Regions from separate parts of the Gossypium hirsutum genome. Here region 1 is linked to region 2. A link is a contact called in public Hi-C data. All regions are on one chromosome and are shown on one strand. The core of a region is the stretch at or near the end of the contact, and the rest is flanking DNA. Distances in the headings are between cores, read along the strand shown. Region 1 holds the start of LOC107892206 (glycosyltransferase family 92 protein RCOM_0530710). Region 2 has its middle 20 kb from the start of LOC121221442.

Evidence for each region. A called contact is a pair of places that touch in the nucleus more often than the background predicts.
Region 1: a Hi-C map of leaf shows a contact between it and region 2, with 2.1 times the contacts expected there. The contact joins the promoter of LOC107892206 here to the enhancer-like site in region 2. A contact is called at or near these places in 2 of 34 Hi-C or Micro-C datasets (both in leaf).

What each region holds. Positions count from the first base shown.
Region 1 is chrD09:11,117,410-11,120,900 of Gossypium_hirsutum_v2.1, reverse strand. It overlaps LOC107892206 (glycosyltransferase family 92 protein RCOM_0530710), which reads right to left and starts at 1,505. Exons shown (of 8, transcript XM_016817222.2): 1 at 1,148-1,505; 2 at 1-1,043. The coding sequence starts at 1,325.
Region 2 is chrD09:10,899,003-10,902,148 of Gossypium_hirsutum_v2.1, reverse strand. No RefSeq gene overlaps it. Among protein-coding and RNA genes, the nearest start is that of LOC121221442, 20 kb to the right of the region's middle. Within about 2 kb of position 1,603, at least 4 of the 9 cell types and tissues checked have an H3K27ac peak or open chromatin away from gene starts, as enhancers often do. A contact at or near this core is called in leaf, where this site is marked.

The DNA.
Region 1 (3,491 bases), core at 256-2,755, 220 kb before region 2:
TGAGGTTAAATTTGAGATCACATCATGTAAGAATAAGCCCGTAGGCAAGTGCAAAAACTCGTCTACATCGATGAACCCGATCCATTCACAAGAACCCTTGGCTCTCAAGGCGCAATGAGAGAAACCTCCTTCTTGGGTCTTGATCCATGGCCAAATGTGCCTCGAGATGTTGTAACCGGCGTTGAATAACGATTCGATGACTTGATCAGTGTCGTCGTCACTGTTGTTATCGTAAATGTACCAACGTTGTACCCCGATTAGGGCATGGTAGATGACCCATTCCTTCAAAAACCTCGCTTGGTTACGTGCCATGGTGCAAATGCAGGTTTCGTGTGGTTTTCGGGTGGGTAACGGGTCACGACCAGAATCCGACAAGAAACCCAATCGAGCTATGGAAGGTAATGTTCCTCCACCCTTGATCCTAACTGAAACCTTAACAGAGCTATTGACTTTTTTTTGACTATTCAAAACAATTAAAGGCGTTCTGCACCGTACGATCTCTTGAGCTATTGATAAAACCTCTGATCTCAACACAAGTTTTAGCCTGCTAAAATCTTCGCCGTACACGCACTCAAATCTTGATGCGTTGGAGACTCTTTCTGGCCGTAGATTAAGACCCTTGACAAAAACGACCGTCGTATTATCATTATCGACCAAAGCTTCGTACGCAAGCGAGTCCCAGTAGTGAGTGGGACCAGCTGGAAAGACCCCATTTGACTTTGAACCAACCGTTATAAGCAGTCCACGTGGGCCACTAGGACATCGTACGATCTGCTCACCTAGCTGCTCCGTATCAACACGAGCCGGCGACTGCTTAAGCCGCGGCACGGGTGAGGTGTTATGAACCGAGAGGTACACGCAGTCAAGTTCCTCTTTGGTAAATAAACGAGCCGACCGAGGGTATTTTAGGAAAAGTATAACTTGATCGGGGAGCAAAACGGTTTCACGAACCGAGAGTATCTGAGTTACCGGATGTTCGCCAGACACGATGGCGTTTGCGGTTGGAGTTTTGCGTGCGAACTTCAACACAGGCTCGAATCTTTCTGTTTTTTTTTTAAAATACATAATTCAAAAAATAATAAAAAAAAGTAAGCTACTGATGAATAAAAAAACCAAAAGAAATAGCTAAAGAAATAGACAAAATTACCTCCAAAAAGAAAGCGAAAGTTAGAGTAGGAGAAGCCATTGAAAAGAACGAAAGTGGAGACGATGAAAGCAGCGAACCAGAAAAATTTGCCCCAGGAATTGATGTAGTTCCGACTACGGAACCTCATTGATTTCCGTCCCTTTGGAAACCAATTGAGAACAACCAAAAACTTTCTCATTCATCTGAGTCGTTTTGGCTCGATTATCGCAGGTTTTTTAAATCCAAATATTATTTTTGTTCGTTTGGATTTTCTTTCGAGTACTCGAAAACTGAAAAGAAAATTTAGGGGAAAATAAAAGAAATTAAAAAGAGAGAAAATTTAGGTGCTGCTATCAAAATCATGCTTTGATGTTTCGACCGTTCGTGTCGGTTTATATTCGGTCGTTACTTTTTCCTCCGTTTCCTCGGTGATGATCCTCTGTGTTTAGAGGTTCATCTTGTTTTTTCACCTCTTTGGCTGTTCTCCAATAAGATTATGCCACGCCATCATTACCTGATGATGAAAAGGGTTTTTTATTTACTACTTTTAATCGTGGCCTTGTTGCTTTGGGGATTAATTGTTGTTTTCAGTAACTTAGGAAGAATCCAAACAGGTAAATTATTTCATTTAGAATATTAACCTTTAAAGGATTGAGATTTTTCTTATTCACGGTAATGTTGTAACTTTTAATGGAATTAAATATAAGTATTTTTTTAGCTTTGATTTTATCACTCTATTAAATAAAATTTAAATATATTATATTAATATATAAAACATTTTCTTGCTGAAAATATTTGATTTAGCTCCATGAATTTAGAACGTATTATAAAATGAAATGAATTCAAATAAGTATAGTCAATACCTATTTTTTTAAAATAAATAATTTTTGTTCTCTTATCACTTAATTATTATTTTTATATAATTTCATATCACTTTTGAGTTAATTTGAAGAAGAAGAAGACAAATTTATTTTAATTATTTTAAGGATAATTTATTGATTTGGGTAAACAAGTTTGAGAAATGTGTAGAGAAACGAAGATACTGAATTTAAGGCATATGGGTGGAAACTGGAAAGGAATAACTGTCAACGATGAACTGGTACACTGAATGAGGAAAGACTTCATCTAGCCGCTAAGAAACAGCCACGTGGACGTATTCGGAAAGCTTAGATATGCATAATGTAGCAAATTAGCTACCTTTCGTGTTGATTATGCAAACTCAAATGCCTCCATGATTGAAGGGACCACTATTCTCAAAGTGAGACCTATGATCTCAGAACTTGCCACATCACCCATGAGTTAAGGTTGAAAATCAATCCTCTTAAAAAGTAGGAAAAGGGAGGAATGGAATTTTTCCTTTCCTTTTCAAAAGAAATATATATTTATTTATTTACTTCGTTGAATTTAATTTTTAGTTTTTATTTTTTGATACTATGTCTAAAATTATTTATAGCCCCTCTCAAATTTTTAAATAAAAGATAATGGGTTTCAGTATACTCAAATTACCCGTATGTTATTATTTCAATTTCTTGAGTGGTCTAAGGATTTAAAGGATTGAGATTGAGAAATGCATGTTAAATGTACTTATAATGGTGTTCAATTTTCGAAAGCATAATTTTCAAAAAATTGGTTAAGAGACGATATTCAAATAAAAATTCTATTTTCTTTTTGCTTGAAACTTTGGCACAGATTTAAACTACAACCTTCTCATAAAGATTCAATGAAAAGAAAAAAAAATATAAAAAGAATTATTTTTGTTTTTTAACAGTTTGGGAAATGGAAACTCAACTACCTTTCAGCTCTCCTCGAAAATGATATTCGTTTTTTAAAACTTTTTAAAAAATTAAAAAAATAAAAAAGTTAAAAACGAAATGATTTATAACTTTAACAATTAAAAAAAACTAAATTGTTTCAAAATACCAACTAAATTACAACTCAATCTACTTTTCAAAATGATTAAACTTTAACATCCAATTTTTTTTTTCATATTTCATTTTAAATACTGCCTACTAAATTGGTCACATATTAAATTTTAATAGTAAAAGAATTTCAACATAGAACTCTTACTTTTTAAATTTATTATGTATAAAAGATTGAGAAAATTTAGTACAAAAATTCATTGAAGTAGTTTTAAAATATATTTTTATAAAATTTAATTAATTAAAATAAACAAATTCAAAATTTAAAAAATTAAGCTAAAAAATGGGATTTTTTACATATAAAATACTAAAAAAAATTAAATACTTAAATGGTATGTCAATACTATTATTTGCCAAAATGGTATATTTGCAACAGTATAAAGGGGTGGAGGGAGAGAGATGGGTGGTACCTATTTTTTTCTGACACAATGATTGACACGTCATTA
Region 2 (3,146 bases), core at 354-2,853:
GTCCAGAGTAGTATATATGTTGGCATGCATAGAGCTTACCGAAGACGTCATTTCGATGATCAATAACCTTATCTTATAAACACCTGATTCGATTCAGAAAATATATATTATGTGGGAAAATATCAAATAATTATTATACTTTTTATAGTACTATTCGATTCAGAAATGTTTCCCGTGACATATTCCCCATATATATTAGCTTGAAATCTACCAAATGTAAATTCCCATAAGATTACACAGCTACGACAAAAAGACACCAAGTAAAAGAGAAATTAATTCCTGAATTAGTATCTAAATTATATATTTTTTTCACTTTCGTTGGTCAAACTGTTAAGTGTATTTAAGAAAATGCTTAACCCATAAATTTGTAACTAAACCATGCATTTTCTCATTTTTGGTATTTAAACTTTTTTTTTGTTACAAGTAGTATCTAAACTATTGTTTTTTTTTTCTCAATTTGGTATCTTTGTTAACCAAATCTTTAAGTCTATTTGTTTTTCTATAAAAAATGTGGCAAAAAAGACAAAAAGCATTATTTTCTCTTTTATATATAATGTTTCTTTTTTCTCTTTAGAACAAGACAAATGGCCTAACCAAACAGGTCACGAATTCTTGATTTGATCCATTCTTCCGATTCAATCAAATAAATTATTAAAAATTTAGAAAATAAAAAATAAGTAAAAAATAGAAAATCAGACCAATTGTTTTTCTTAGCTTCATTCAACAGGCTTGTATTGGTTTGTGGCTCAATTAGTTCAACCCCTATCTCTTGACTAATATCTCAACCGGTTCCCGATCTTACTAGTCCGACAAGCCGTTCCGATCAATGAAATAACATTTTCGATCTTGTCAAGTCGAGCAAGGAAGTGATGAGGTTCAAAAATAGAATTATTCGCCAGCACCTCAACCCCATGAGGGTGAATTTCAAGCGTTGCTAGTATTGCAAAAGAAGAAGAAAAAAAGAGGAAAAATAGAAAAGAAAAACTAAATAATATAAAAGAAAAAATAAAAGAATTAAAAAATATTTTTAAAGTTTATATGATGTGAAAATTTATTTTTGGTTGGAATTTTTTAACAGATATAATATTTTGTGTAAAATGGATAACAAAAGAATAGTTTAGTTACTACTTGTGGGAAAAAAATATTTAGCTACCAATAAGGGCAAAAAATATAGAGCTTAGGTGCTAATTTATGGGATTAAGCTTTTTAAAAAATTAACGGTTTAAACCAACTTGAAAAAAAAATTTATATGTCAATTTATGATTTAACCTTAATACAAAAAAATGTCGATAAAATAAAAATTAAAAAAAATTAAATTCAAAATTTAAATGTATTAGATGGCATCTTAAAGATGAAAGTGTACATTAATTGTATTTAATATTCAATAAATATTTCTAGTCAAATTGAAAAATTCATATTACTTACCTTTGGAATAAAATAGAAGTTATTCCTTTTATTTTGGAATTCTTGTATATTTTATTGTATAATTTTAGCTTTATATATAAAAAAGATTATCCTTTTACAGAAGAGTAATATAGGATTCTTCTGACTTGGTATAGCGAAACTCACGTGGGTTTCGCTCCGGGGAAGTACATTCACATGCCAATGTGATAATGGAAACAAAATTGTAATAAATCTATAACGTTAGTTGATAAGTGCTGTTAATTGCGTGTGTATATATAGACAAAGAGAGAGAAAAAAATATTAAAGAATCTACAAAGATAACATAAAATACAAAGACAAGATCCAAGTTTTGTTGTACGGACATATTAACGTTTTGTAAGAAAATGAAGTTAGAACAATATCCAACATAAATCAAATTAAATGGATAGAAGGAAGGGTCATTTTCAATAATAAAAATATTCTTTAAATTGCATTTGTTTTTCTTGGTTATTTCTATCAAAGCTCACCAAACTATTGCCAAAACTTTGTATTAATCCCTAAACTTTAAAACGATCTGTTAAGTTCTTTTAAAGTGTAATTTTTTATTATTTTAGCTATTAATTTGGATATGACATGGAGAATAGTTAAAATATATTAAATTAAATTGTAAACATATGTATATTTATGATATGGATAATTTTGATATGAATATTAAAAATAAGCAGTGTTAATAAAGTACAAACCTTATGGTAGCAATGGATCGAATGGTTCTGAATAATCAAAACCAAATCTTTGATTAACCCCAGCAAGAAGGCCTGCTTTGTATCTAACAACAAAATAATATCTTTCTCTGTATCACATACTATATAGACATATAGTTTTTTTTAGCCACCACATGGAGATGTAATTGACAAATGGCATATTGTAGAACAGGATCTAATCCAGGAAATGCTAAAAATAGATTGAGGAGCATAAGTTGTTTTACACTATTTTTGTATAATCTCTTGGAGAAAATGCATTTGGAAGGAATTGTTGGTTGCTTTTCAAGATCATGGCAAGGTTATGGATGCTATTAATTATTCCATTGAAGAGAAGTAGATGTGGTAGACGTTTTTAATTTATTAGGTATTCATCTTTACCCGATGCTCGTAAAGCTTGTAACAAATTGAATGAGTTTTGGATACTGGGTAACAAGATAAACGTACTTATGGCTAGGTTTAAAAGTTGGATAAATTTGTGGAGACGGGTGAGGGCACAAAATATAAAAGAGGGTTGACGCATGCTCAAAGTGTTTCATCTAGTCAAGTCGAATAAAAAGAATTAAGAATTGAGTAAGAAAAATCGAAAACCAAAACGAACTAAGGTATTTGAACGTTTATGAAATGCAAGTTTAAAATAGTTATTCGAAACTGAACTCAAATATATTTTTTTTATTCAATATATAATTAATTTATTTTTTTATAATATAAAAATGAATGTTTTATATTTAAAATAATAAAAATAACTTAAAAGTTCTTAAAAGATTATTACTTTTAGAAATATTTATAAAAAAACTTTAAAATTTTATCATATAGTATGCAAAAATAATAAAACAAAGCTCATTTTTTCGAAATAAATCTAAAGATCTAAAGCTAAAAATTAATATGAAAAAATCGAAACCAAAATGAACCAAACCGAATTATGATGAATAGTTCAAAAACTCTAAAAAATTCGACCAAACTGAACTGATATCACCCTTAAAAAGCTAATTTTTCCTCAAGGTC